Linked DNA regions of Pan troglodytes: region 2 is linked to region 1. A link is a contact called in public Hi-C data. All regions are on one chromosome and are shown on one strand. Each heading gives the region's core, a stretch centred on a gene start, on an enhancer-like site or on the middle of the called end of the contact. The rest is flanking DNA. Distances are from core to core; before and after follow the strand shown.

The links. Hi-C and Micro-C count contacts between places; a contact is called where the count stands out from the background.
Region 2: a contact with region 1 is called in a Hi-C map of induced pluripotent stem cells, with 2.7 times the contacts expected there. The contact joins two enhancer-like sites. A contact is called at or near these places in 1 of 7 Hi-C or Micro-C datasets (induced pluripotent stem cells), 1 of 1 datasets of contacts at active chromatin or transcription factors (stem cell-derived excitatory neurons) and 1 of 1 other capture datasets (stem cell-derived neural stem cells).

What each region holds. Positions count from the first base shown.
Region 1 is chr19:33,447,396-33,454,332 of NHGRI_mPanTro3-v2.0_pri, forward strand. All of the region lies in intron 1 of ASIC2 (acid sensing ion channel subunit 2), which reads left to right. Among named protein-coding and RNA genes, the nearest start is that of ASIC2, 4.5 kb to the left of the region's middle. Within about 2 kb of position 4,501, at least 1 of the 24 cell types and tissues checked has an H3K27ac peak or open chromatin away from gene starts, as enhancers often do. A contact at or near this core is called in induced pluripotent stem cells, where this site is marked.
Region 2 is chr19:33,672,599-33,679,685 of NHGRI_mPanTro3-v2.0_pri, forward strand. All of the region lies in intron 1 of ASIC2 (acid sensing ion channel subunit 2), which reads left to right. Among named protein-coding and RNA genes, the nearest start is that of ASIC2, 230 kb to the left of the region's middle. Within about 2 kb of position 3,598, at least 5 of the 24 cell types and tissues checked have an H3K27ac peak or open chromatin away from gene starts, as enhancers often do. A contact at or near this core is called in induced pluripotent stem cells, where this site is marked.

The DNA of each region.
Region 1 (6,937 bases), core at 3,251-5,750:
ATGGAGGGTGAGTGGGGGGCTTGCGGTGGGGGATCACTTCCCCAGACGTGCTGAGTTGGCTTCCTCCCAGTCAGAGGGAGGAGGCCTGGGCTGTCCGTTGTCCGGTCCGCTTGGTGTCCGAGCTGTGTGATTGGAACAGCTTGTCATTGACGAGGTGGCATTCTGTGTGTGTGTGTGTGCGTGTGTGTCTCTCTCTGCTCGGAAGTGGCATCAGGCACTGCATCCTGTGGGCTGGGCTGGAGCTAAAGCCGTCAGAGAAGGGGGTGTGGGGCCCAGGCAGTCTGGCTGGCTCCGGTGGCTTTGGGAGCTTGCTGGAGCAGGTGATGCTGCAGAGGTGTGGAAGTCTCCTTGCTTCCTTTCCTTGTGTGAATTCTAAGCTCCATGTGGGGAGAGGAGAGGCCGGGCACCCCAGGGCTCCATCTGATCTGTTGGCAGGTTGAAGCCAAGAGATGTTCAGAGTGCTTGGGCAGAGAGGAGGGTCTGGGCGGAGGCACGTGTGCAAGAGGGTCAGGGAGATGCCTGTGAGGGTGAACCAGTCCCGGCTGCCTTGTCTGGGAGCTTTGGCTTGAAACTCAAAGGCTCGGTTTTCTCTCTGTATAATCACTTAACGACGTGGATGCAGGAGGAGGGGTGCAGGGAGGGGGCGAACAGCTGTGGGAATGGAAAGCCTGGGGGAGGAGTGTGGAGCTGAGTAAAGAGGAAAAGCGGAGGGGGATGTGGCTTACGTTCAGGATGGGGCTTACTGGAGGGGCAGAGAGGAAAGGACGAGAGGAGCACTGTTGCTGCCAGGGTTCTCTCTCCAGTTAGTGGGCTGCTAGGCATAACTTGGCATAATAGGTCATACATCCGCTGCTGACTACTGTTTGCTGCCAGGCACGTCTGGGTATCAGGGGCCGTGGGACCCTCCAGAAGTCCAGTGTGGCTGCTTCCCCCATAGCTGCCTTAGGGAGGATTGAGAGCTTTTGAGTCTCAGAACGTTGAGCCAAAATGCAATTGCAAGTTGGGAATAGCGGGTATAGCAGTTGGGAAGGGGCTGACCTGTGATACCAGCACTTGTCTAGGGTCCTCTGCCTAATGAAGACATTGCTTACCTTTCCTGTGCTGCATCCATTCCTTACCCCCTCTTGGATTCACCAGCCTCTTGCTCTGAGGTTCTTTTAATGCCATAACCAGTCTCTGCCTGTAGCCTCTGTAATTGCTGTTGGCTATCTCCGATTCTGAAAAAGCCCAGAGTGCCGGGGGCATTGCCTCTCGCAATCTGTGTGCTAGAACTCTGTTTCTTGGAGGAGCTGTTTTGTATTATCCCTTTTAAGCCTTGTGAGGAAGAGCACAGCAAAATCGGCAGTAGTGTATGCTAAAGAGGAAGCCAGTCTGAGCTGGGAGAAGGGACCAGTAATATTGGAAGCTCTTCTAAATGCAGCAAACAGGATCCTAAAACATGTCATGCACAAATGATGTCTTAGGTGGCTTGAGGAGAGATAGAGAAAATGCCTTATTCTTGGAGGCTGAAGCCATCACTATATTCCACCCTGTTCTTTCTAGCGCCTGGCAACGCTCGGCTTCACCACTGCACCGTGCAGCTTGGAAATGCACTCAGCTGTTCCTCTGTCTGCCTGAACACACATGGAACACACAGACGACACAGAGGGTGACACAGAGAGAAACTGTAATAAGTAGCAGACTCTGGGTTGAGTTCTCTAGCTTCCTTCTGACTGCATGTCCAACTGGTGGCTTCTTCTGAATCCATGTCTAAGTTCCATTTAGAAGTAAATGTTTTTTGACCCCAGGCTATTGTTTTATACTTGGACCATCTTTTTACTTGCTGAGGTCCCAAGAGGTCTTTAAGATCAGGCCTTAAAGTTCGCCTGAGCTTTTGACCTCTTTGTAATGTTTCCCAAATAGTGAAATTGCCTATGGATAAGATTTACTACTCTGTCAGTGGCATGTCATTATCTGCTGTCCTCAGCAAGTTCAAGAGTAATCTATTTGAGTGTCCATTCCTCAGGCTGGCCCTCTATGTGTGACCTTCCCCATCATTGAAAAGGGGGTGAGCCTCAGTGCTGCTGTTCAAGTTGTTCAGGGAGTGTCAGAAAAAGCATCTACTCCAGGACAGCCCAACGAGGCTCCAGCAGGGAGGCTGGTCTCTGGCCCCAGCTGGGCACAGTGGGCAGCAATGCTGAGCCTTTACTAGAGGGAACATGATGCTGAGTTTGCTCAAGACTTTGTAGTGAGGAGTACTCCTCCCAACTCATCCTTTGTCCCTCTGTCTTTTTTTGGCCTGGGATATAAGCATCCTTCTTATTGGGCTGCCATACCAGAAGAGAGCAGAGAGCCTGGACAGGTGGTTGTTGGAGAAGCCACTTGACCCGCCTTCTCTTATTCATTTTCTCTGCTGTGCATCCCTCTCCAGTTGGCTTATTTTTGAGGCTCTATCTAGGGTTGTACCATGCTAGGTGACTTCTTTCTCTAAGTGCGGTGGCTGACTTATTAGAGAAGTTAAGTATGGGGAAGGGATGTCACAAGGGGATGGCTTTTCTCTGTATTTCTTTTTCTATGAAGCATATCTAATGGCATCTCCAGTGCAAATGCTCTAGCATAAGCTTTCTTATTCCAAGTTCTTAGCTGATGTGCAATGAAGTGTGTAATACCCTTTAATTAGTGAATGAGCCATGATTCTAGCAGAGTGAGAGAAGGCTGTCTGCGGAGGGTAAAAGTCCCAGGGAAGCCAGGTGTGGGATGCTGACTACAATGTAAACAGGTGTGCTTCATGCTCATGCAAGTACACTCTTAGCCCTCAACTAGGACAATCTGATTTCAGATAAGCACACTTTTTTTCCCTCCTGGAAAAGCAGAAGACAGCTTTGATTCCAGATTGTCTACTTAGGGAGGTTGCCTCATTGACCTAGAGTGGAAGGAAGGAGGAGGGATTGTGTCTGTGGCCGTGATGTTGGATAATGTGAGTGCAAGATTAAGAGCAGAAAGACAAAGATTTGAAGCCCAGCTACAACATTGTCTTTCTTATTCCCTGGTTGTATCTTGCATCCTCTCTAGGCCTCGACTTGGTCATCTAACATGTGATAGTAATATTTGACTTACTAACCCACAGGGATGTTGGGAGGCAATATATGTGTACACTGTGCCAGCTACAAAGACGGAAGGCGGGGTTGGTTTCCATATTAGTAGTTGGGCTATTCGCAGGAGTCAGACCTGATGAGTAAAGCTATGAAAGATGAAACCAGGGAGGGAGAGGTGGCTACTGCTTTCTCTGTTTGGAGCAGTGGGTTTACATCCAACCTGACTGAGATGGGGTTTCTTAGAATGGAGGTCACAGTTGGATTCGATAGTTAACTCTTGCTGACAGGTGGTGGCCCCACTGCTTGTGTCCAGGACATGATTGTTTTATGTTTTTTCTCTGCTCATCATGTTAGGGGTCATCTGACTCCAAGTACAGAAATACAAATGACATTTCAGTTTCATACTTAACCTACTTTCATAGTTGTATGTGTTTGTATTTTAAATTTGAGATTTCTTGGGAAATATATTTCTTTCTTTCCTTAACAAAAGAAAGGTCTCTCCACTATGAGATCTTGTTAGAGGCACTGTGTAGATCTTGTTAACTGACATCACCTAACATTATAGAGATGGTGGAGGTGAAGGTTTAGGAAGATCACATCTTTGGAATTCTTGCACAAGGCCAAATGGGTCCATAGCTAATCTAGTCTATCTTTTTTAAAAAAATTATTATTATTATACTAGGAACATGTAGGTGAAGAATGTGAGTTTTAGGGAGAAATCTGAGTTGGAATTCCAACTCTGCCACCAATTTGCTGTATATTTTCGGACAAGTTTCTTAACCTTGATTGTCTCATCTCTAAATTAGGAACAATAATACCTATCACTTAGAGCTATCGTGCTGACTCAGTGCCATAAAATATGTGAAGGCCTACTATGTGGCAGGTGCCTAGAGCAGGGTAGGCCTCTTGCTTTGCTTAGTGTCCCGCAGGAGCTCACTCGACTCTCAGTCCAGTGGTTTGCTCACTATTCCATACTATAACTTCACCAACAGCTTTGGAGCACAGGCAACTGCTGTGTTGGTGGTATTCTCAATTCTCATTATATATTAAGCTTTCACTTTTCTCTGTGCTCTTCATATTAATTCTGCTGCTCAAATGTCCTCTCCTTACCCACCATCTTGGCTTCCACATTGAATCCCATGCTCCCAAACTCAACTCTAGGAAGCTCACTTGTCCTGTGCCAGCCCCTCTCCCCACGCCAGGAATGGGTGACCTATGCACCCTGTGCACAGCTTTTATAGCAGTGTGTCATAGTGCTTCATGCATGGTTATTCGTTTGTCAATCAAATAGAGCACCTATTGTGCAGTGTGATAAAAATAGCCTAAAGCCTTGCCGTTTTAGAACTCCCAGCCCATTTCCCACCCCCTCCAGATGAGGTGATAGCTGAGTGCAAGAATGCAGTCTCATTAAACCCAGACTCTGCATACATCATGCTAAATATGGGGGCTGCCCACAGGAAATACCATGACCCAGGCATGGTTTGCTAATTGAATAGTTACTTGCTGTTCCTGGAATAAACCCAGAACCCTTTACTCAGGGACCTTTCCTATTCTACCTCTTTACTTTTTTTTTTTTTTTTTTTCTTGAGATGGAGTCTCACTCTGTTGCCCAGGCTGGAGTGTAGTTGTGCGATCTTAGCTCACTGCAACCTCCACCTCTCAGGTTCAAGCGATTCTCCTGCCTCAGCTTCCTGATTAGCTGGGACTACAGGCGCCTGCCACCATGCCTGGTATTTTTAGTAGAGATGGGGTTTCACCAGATTGGCCAGGCCGGTCTCGTACTCCTGACCTTGTGATCTGCCCACCTTGGCCTCCCAAAGTGCTAGGATTACAGGCGTGAGCCACCACGCCACCCTCTTTACTTTTTATACCTCTTTCTCCATGTCTATTTATCTAAATCCTAGTCATCCTTCAAAATCCAGCTTTACCATCACTGTAGCCTTCTCCAGGAAACCATTGCCCATCCCCTTCCCATTCCCATAATCTAAATTACTCTCTTTCTCGTCTGCTTCTAAACAGCATTTTGGTTTATTCCTCTGTTAGAACAGTCATTATTCTTTTTCTTGCATTAGAATCATGAAGTGCTTGGGCTAAAAATGACCTTAGAAATGATTTAACACCCTAGTTTTTTAGCCACTGATAATTTTTAATTTTAAAAAGTTTATTAGTAAAAGGTACATATATTTATGATGTACAACACTGCTTTGATGTATGTATACATTGTGGAGTGGCTAAATCAAACTATTTAACATATGTATTACCTCATATACTTACCATTTTCTTGGGGGGATGGTAAGAACACTTAAAATTTACCCCCTTAGCAATTTTCAGTTGTTCAATATATTGTTATTAACTCTAGGCATTATGATGTACAATAGATTTCCTGGGCTTGTCTCTCCTGTTGAACTGAAATTTTATGTCCTTTGATCCATATCTCACCTATCCACCCTGCCACTCCCCAGTCCCCAGTAATCACCATTCTACTCTCTGTTTCTATGAGTTTGACCTTCTAAGATTCCACATAGAAGTGAGATCATGCAGTATTTGTCTTTCTGTGCCTGACTTATTTCACTTTGCATAGTGTCCTCCAGGTTCATCTATGTTGTCACAAATGACAGGATTTTCTTCCTTTTTAAAGGCTGAATAGTATTCCATTGTGTATATATATCACAAATCTTTATTTATTCACCTATCGATGGACACTAGGTTGATTCCATATCTTGGCTTTTGTGACTAGTGCTGCAATAAACATGGGAGGGCAGAATCTCTTTGACATACTGATTTCACTTCCTTTGGATATATACCCGGTAGTGGGATTGCTAGATCATATGGTACTTCTATTTTTAATTTTTTGAGGAACCTCCATACTGTTTTCCATAATGGCTGTACTAATTTCCATTCCCACCCACAGTGTACAAGGGCTCACCTTTCTCCACATCCTTTCCAATGCTTGTTATTTTTTGTATTTTTGACAACAACTATTCTAACAAGTGTGAGGTAATATTGCATTGCTAACTTTTTACAAATCACATATTTCTGTTTTCTCCCCTCCTCATAAGGCCTGATGTCTTCAGTCATCCTTGTATTCTTGGCACCTAGAATTGCTTAGCACATAGCTGTCAAACTGCTTCTTCAGAGTTTGGGTAAAGTGGGTTTGAAGCTTTTTTAATGTTAAGTAAGTCTAGTTGATATATGGTGAAATTGTTGTTTTCAAGCTTCTTTTTGCATCATGGGTAGCCAGGATTCCACCTGCATTGGGATGACTTGTCCCATTATTGTTATTGTTTAATAATACACTTTCTGATTATAGAAGTAATCCATGCTCATTGGAGAAAATTTGGGAAGTGTGGGAAATAATAAAGAAAGGAGAAACCTGGGCAATATAGTAAAACCCAGTCTCTACAAAAAATACAAAAATGAGCCAGGAGTGGTGGCACATGCCTGTAGTCCCAGCTACTTGGGAGGCTGAGGTGGGAGGTTAGCTTAAAACTGGAAGGTTGAAGCTGCAGGGAGCCATGATCACACCACTGCACTCCAGCCTGGGCAACAGAGCGAGACACTGTCTCAAAAAAAAAAAGAAAAGAAAAAAAAGAAAAGAAAAGAAAAAGAAAAAAAGAAAGAAAAGAAAAATCGCCATTAATTGCTTCCCAGATATAATTATATATATTATTTTAGCATTTTGGGAGTACTCCCATTCAGCCATGTATTGTGTGCATGTGTGTGTATTACTAGGCCTGGGATCTCACTTTTTGTGCATCTGGTGTCATGTCTGCTCCACAGTACACATCCAATCAATGTTAGCTTGCTCTCTTCTTGAGTCTCCTGGGTAGTCTTGAGGTCATTAGGAGATTCCTTCCTTTTAG
Region 2 (7,087 bases), core at 2,348-4,847, 220 kb after region 1:
TAAACCTCTGCAGTCTAAAATGCTTCTAGGACAGCATTGCCCAATAGAAATTTAATGCAAGCCACAAAGGCACTTTTAAAGTTTGCAGTGACCATATTTTAAAAATAAAACAGGGGAAATTAATTTATCATAATATATATATATATTTTTTTTTTTTTTTTGAGACAGAGTTTCGCTTTTGTTGCCCAGGCTGGAGTGCAATGGCATGATCTTGGCTCACTGCAACCTCCGCCTCCTGGGTTCAAGCAATTCTCCTGCCTCAGCTTCCCAAATAGGTGAGATTACAGGCATGTGCCACCATGCTCGGCTAATTTTGTATTTTTAGCACAGACAGGGTTTCTCCATGTTGGTCAGGGTGGTCTCGAACTCCCAACTTCAGGTGACCTCAAGTGACCCGCCAGCCTCAGCCTCCCCAAGTGCTGGGATTACAGGCATGAGCCACCATGCCTGGCTTTTATACTATATTTTATTTAGCCTCATATATCCAAAGTATTATCATTTCCACATGCAATCAATATAAACAATATTCATGACATATTTTACCTTTTGCCACACTGTCTTCAAAATCTGATGGTACTGTACACTTATAGCATATCTCAGTTTAGACCAGCCATGTTTCAGGAGTTCAAAGCCACATGTGGCCAGTGGATACTGCATTGAACAGAGAGCTCCTGCAGCCTGGGGTGGGGAAGACACCAGGTTCCTCTGCAGGAGCACCTGGTGAAGGGAGAGAGAGGGAGAAAGAGCCCATTCCAGATCACCCTGGGAAGGTGGCGTTGGAATTGACCCTGCCTATTCTGGGGAACCTACCTGCCTGGCTCAGCTCCCTCTTGGGAAGCAGAGAGGATATAAATTGAGCCCAGAAGTAGAGAGGATATAAATTGAGCCCGACAGACCCAGCATGGCTCTCATCTAATCGGTTCTAAGACTTGAATAAAGAGCCTTTTTAAAGGTCTACTGGAATCAGCGCCAACATTACTTTCTTAAAGGAAATGTTGAGAACGGCCGAACAGCGCTCCTTCCCCATGCAGTTTTGAGTAGATCCGCTCCACCACCTCCTGCTCTGAAACTGATGGAGCCTGGCCCATGTTCAGAAGGCCCTTCTAGCTCATAAAGAGGGATTCAGCAAAGCAGTCCTTTTCCCAGACTGCACCTTCAGGCTAGCTGGTGGCTTAGAGGAACCTGAGAACACTCCCAGTTGACAACACACAGAACAAGGGCTTGATAAGCTGCTGTCAGCTGCCTGGGAGAGCTTAAGGGGTGGAGAAGCGCTGTGCTTTGCTAAAGCAGGGATACCAGCCCTCCTTTGTATCAAGCTAGAGGTAAGGGAGGAGACCACCCCTCATATTGTCTTATGACCAATTTCTGCCTCAAAGAAAAAGTAGGAGTTAAAGAAAAGACAGAAGTGAAATCAGTAGTCAGACAGCCCGGCGCTGCATTCCAGGCCTGGTAGTTAAAAATCAACCCCTGACTTAACTGCTTGTGTTATCTATAGATTCCAGACATTGTATGGAAAAGCATCGTGAAAATCCCTGGCCTGTTCTGCTCTGTTCTGATTACCGGTGCATGCAGCCCCCTGTCACGTACCCCCTGGTTGCTCAATCGATCACGACCCTCTCACACGGACCCCCTTAGAGTTGTAAGCCCTTAAAAGGGACAGGAATTGCTCACTCGGGGAGCTCGGTTTTTGGAGACGTGAGTCCGCCGATGCTCTCAGCTGAATAAAGCCCTTTCCTTCCACAACTCGGTTTCTGAGGGGTTCTTTTCTGCGGCTCATCCTGCTACATAGGAAGAGATGCAAAGTAAAACTGCATCAGTCCCAGCTGCTAGAGAGGCTGAGGCAGGAGAATGGCATGAACCTGGGAGGCGGAGCTTGCAGTGAGCCGAGATCGTGCCACTGCACTCCAGCCTGGGCAGCAGAGAGAGACTCCGTCTAAAATAAACAAACAAACAAACAAACAAATAAATAAATAAATAAATCTGCACTAGGCAGCCAAAGAAACAAGGGAGTTGTAAAATCTGGGCCCCGGCTCTCCCCTGGCATCCCCTCCACCACCTGTGGGTCTGCTCCATTTTCCTGCTGGCACCAGCTGACTCCCTGGACTCACACATGGCTCCTGTACCCCCAGAACTCTGGCCCACTGGGGCCACTGCCAAGCTCACCTCGACACACCCCTGCAGTGCAGGAGCTTCATCCCTCAGGGTAGAGAGAGAAGGAACTGTTATAGTGGTACTTCTCAGCACTTTTACCTGGCTTCCTACAGGGAAATGATACTTTTGTTTGAAGCAAACTTTATTGTGTTGCTCACAGCATGAGGCATATTCACAGACAGCGATGGTGGGATGGTGGGCCCAGGCTCTGGTCTCCAGCCCTTATTCTACTACCTGAAGCACGATGGGGACTAACATCTCAGCCACTGAGATCCTGGATAGAAAATCTTAAAACAAACTGAACCAGGGTTGTGAAAGGGTGGCACAATATGGAATAAGAACAAGCTACAGGTGAATTTCTAGAATTCTGTCCAGAAAGCTTGACATAGGCAGTGACATTCTTCTTACATATATACGGCCTTTGAGGCCCAAATGAAACACAAAAGGAGCCAGGTCAGACAATTTCTTTCCAGTAATTCCTGAAATACAACAAAGGCAGGGGAAACCCATAAGTGATAGAATCCAGTTTTCCCTGCTTTGCGGATAAAGACAGATTACTGATGTTTGCAGCCTCGGTTACCTAACAGACTTTCAGACTTCTATTACTATTACTTGCTGCAAACTTCTATTATCACAAGTTTTCTTTTACTAACCTGAACAATTGTAGAAGACTAAAGCAAAAAGTTGGTCCTGTACAGCACCCATCGACAGTGAGGCCTGCTGTGCTGGTTTGAGAGTCTTATAGCCATGACGCCCACCACCAGTTAGCAAAGTGGAGACCAAGAAGTAGCTTGTTATGAGCCAAGGATTCTCTGTGACTGTGTTCACAAGCAACCACACCTTTTCAATTCTGATATTGTGAAGCCTTTTATCGTATATTTTCTACTTCCCAAGCTTTGTAATAATACAGGCACTAGATGGCACCCCCTGAAGCTTAGGCTATTTTGGCTAAGGTGAAGGAAATGCTTTGCACGGCAGGCAGTAAACCTAGAGATGGATTCACAATGAATTAATAGGAGACAGGAAGGCCAGGGTCAGGGCACCTCCTCCTTGGACAAGACTGGCAGGACAAAGGGCACTTCCTGTCCTCCTGAGGCTGCTGTCAGAAGAGAATACTGGGCTGACCCTGCAGCGGGATCTTCTGCTCAGAGCCCACGAGATTTGTTGTTGCATTTGCGTAAGTGGGGATCTCAGCAGGGAAGCCTCTATACTCTGAAATGCTTCCGAGCCCCAGAAGGTGATGAATGCAAATGCAATCCAGGGCTACTTGGTGAACGTTGAATTAACTGTAGAAAATTACCTAAATGAGGTTGGTGAGTGAAATGTAAATGAGCCCAGGCTCCGCAGGAGCTAAGGAAAGGATCACAGTGGGAGACACAGTCAAGTAGGAGGTTGGGAACTTGGGAGTGAGCACTAACCAAATGTAGAAAGCCATGTAAACAGCTCGGTCGGGGGCAGTGGCTGGGAGGGCGGGGCAAGGCAAAGGGGCTGGCGAGCTAACCGGGGAACAGAGCTAATGAGGGAACAAAACAGTGGAATGGTGAGCTGAGCCAGTCTCCTGCAGATTCTGACCATCCAATGGGGGGTCTGAGGGGAGGCAGAGATTCACTTACTGAGGCAGTTTAGGCCCCAGCAACTCAAATAGCGTTCTTGTGCACCCTCGTTAAGGCAGTGCTATCTGGTTTGAGTAAAAGCATGAGAGTGGGTGGGTCATGATAAAGATGCCAAGAAAGAAGAAGGAAAATGTCATGAGAATCCAAGAACGAGCGCCTCCCTACATGCAGACCTCCCAGAAACGGGCCAGGAGCAGGAAAGGCTGATGTTTGCAGCCTCGGTTACCTAACAGACTTTCAGGCTTCTACTACTATTACTTGCTGCAAACTTCTATTTTGCCTGGTTGGTCCCTCAGAGTCTCATCTCTCCCCTGACATCCCCTCCTCCATCTGTGGATCTGCTCCATTTTCCTGCTGGCACCCGCTGACTCCCTGGACTCACACATGGCTCCTGCACCCCGAGAACTCTGGTCCATTGTGGCCATTGCCCAGCTCACCCCCATGTACCCCTGAAGTGCAGAAGCTCCACCCCTCCGGAGCCCTGACACTACATTTCCAAGAGAGGGGTCTGACAGGCACAGTTCATCTTTTGAGGTGAAGCTCAGAGCCCTTGCTTCCTGTCCAGTCTATGGTTTGGCTGCACTTGGGCCAGCTGTTGACCCTAGTCCAACCAAAGAGTGGGTCATATCATAAAGAGCATAGGTGTAGAGGATATGGGAGGAGGCATGGGTCACCTTAGAGCAGTGATTCTCCACAAAGGGTGGGAACCACAACAGAGCTGCACAGTTCTGGTCAGCTTTTACCACCCACCCCTGAAGTGCCCCTGCCCCCCACGCTGCAGAGTCCCTGCCGTACCAGGACACTGTGCTGGTGGGAAGAGGCACAACTGTCCAGCACATTGAGTTAGAACACCAGGAGAGCACCTTTGAAAGATCGCCAATGGGCAGCAGGGTGGCATCTCTGAAATAACATGGGTTTCCATGAACCAGAGCAGGTAGTTCTGTCTCAGAAATGCAATAATTGTGGTTTTTTTCCAGTTGGCAGGGGGAAAAAAACGAAAAAGCTAAGACAGAAAAGCCTCCCAGTTAAGCTTTTCTCCCATATGTTTTTCTTAAACCTTTGGTGCCTCCTACTGTTTGCCTGCTGTCACTCACTAGAGGATGACAAATGAGCACACAATTAGCAAAATTAGCGGACAAATATTATCAAACAGCTGATACCTCTTGCCTAGATTTGAGATGTTGTTTGTGTGTGAGTCAACCCATGTGTTAACGGCTGTAATTTGATATGGCTTATGCATAACATAGTCATATCTAACTGATGACATTGCTTCTGATTCTCAGGGGTAGGCAGGGGAGGGCAGGAACTGTGGAATAAAAGCAGCGAAACTGATTTGACTTTCTGGGTTTGATTCACTGCTTCCCAACTTGCTGAATGACACTGGGCAAGTGAACTAACCTCCCTGAGCCTCAATTTGCTCATTTATGAAATGACAACAAATAATAGTGTCTTAATTCTTTTGGGCTGCTCTAACAAATACCATAGATTGGGTAATTTATAAACAGTAGAAATGTATTGCTCACAGTCCCGAAGGCTGGGAAGCCCAGGATCAAGGCAGCAGCAGATCAGGTGTCTGGAAAGGCTCCCTCTGTGCTGCATTGATAGTGCCTATTGCTGTGTCTTCACATGGCAGAAAGGGTGAAGCAGTTCCCTTCAACTTCTTTTATAAGAGCACTATTTCTCTTCATGAGAATGTAACCCTCATGGCTTATTCACTTTCCCAAATCTCCCACCCACCTCTTACTACTCTCACATTGGAGAGTCAATTCTTCCAACATAAGAATTTGGGGAGGACACCAGCATTCAGACCTTAGTGAGTGATCATACAGGTTGAGCATCCCTAATCTGAAAATCCAGTATTCAAAATGTTCCAAAACTGAGGCTAGGCACAGTGGCTCATGCCTGTAATCACAGCAGTTTGGGAGGCCAAGGTGGGAGGATCGCTTGAAGCCAGGAGTTTGAGACCAGCCTGGCCAACATGGTGAAACCCTGTCTCTACTAAAAATACAAAAATTAGCCAGGCATGTTGGCACATGACTGTAATCCCAGCTACTCAGGAGGCTGAGGCATGAGAATCTCTTGAACCCAGGAGACTGAGTTTGCAGTGAGCAGAGAGATTGTGCCACTGCACTCCAGTCTGGGCAACAGAGCGAGACTCTGTCTCAAAAAAAAAAAAAAATCCAAAACTTTTTGAGCACCAAGATGACAGTGCAAGTGGAAAATTCTGTGCCTGACCTCATGTGACGAGTCACAGTCAACATGCAGGCACACAACACACGGTTTAATCAGCCTGCCATTGTTTGCTATTGCTCTTGCTTAATAGCAGATACAGGTATTCTGGTGATGCTACTGTGCTGCTTGGTTACCCCGAATACATGATTTTTCCCACCGTATTAATGGTCTGTCCTATTTTTTTACTCTTAAGTACTTATGCATGAATCAGTATAAGAAAATGGTTGCTTTAGGTAGCATCAAAATTCAGAGTCAGGAATAATGGTGACACAAAGCAACCACAGGTTGTCCACATGGGTGGCTGAGATGGTGACACCCTTGCTTTCTGATGGCTCAGTGTACACAAACTTTGTTTTATGCACAAAACTATTAAAAATACTGTATAAAATTATCTTCAGGCTATGTGTATAAGGTATATTAAAACACAAATAAATTTTGTGCTTAGACGTGTGGCTTATCCCCGAGATATCTCATTATCTATATGCAAATATGTATTCAAAAATCCCAAAAAAAAGTTCAAAATTCAAAATACGTCTGGTCCCAAGCATTTTGGATAAGGGAGACTTAACCTGTAATACTTCCGCAAGGTTTTTGTGAGGATTAAGTGAACTACTCCATATAAAGCACTTAATACATAAGTGCTCAAAACATAAAAATAGGGTGACCTACATTTGTATTTTTAGACCTCTCAATTGAATTAAATAACAGTATTTTTGCTTCTGTAAAGAGGACACAAACTTTCAGGCACTCAACCACCTAACCGAGTTCAAGAACCCCCTGACTTCGATGATAGTCTATGGGGCTCCCAAAACATCACTGCAAGAGATCTACTAATGTTAACAATGATTATTTCCTGTATTTGGATAATAATTTATTAGAGTTAGAGCCTTCTGCATCTAAAAAAAGTCTTGTCGTTGCGGGGCACATACACATTTTGTGACTTCTTAAGATCTTTTAAATATTGCTATAGCTCAGATCTTCCACTGGCCAAAGAAGTATTGTGAAATCCAGTGGCCACCCACGCAGTCTTGGGTAGAGCAGGGTGGAAAAGGGGAGTGACAGTGCTGTCAATGGACTGCAGCCTCCATACC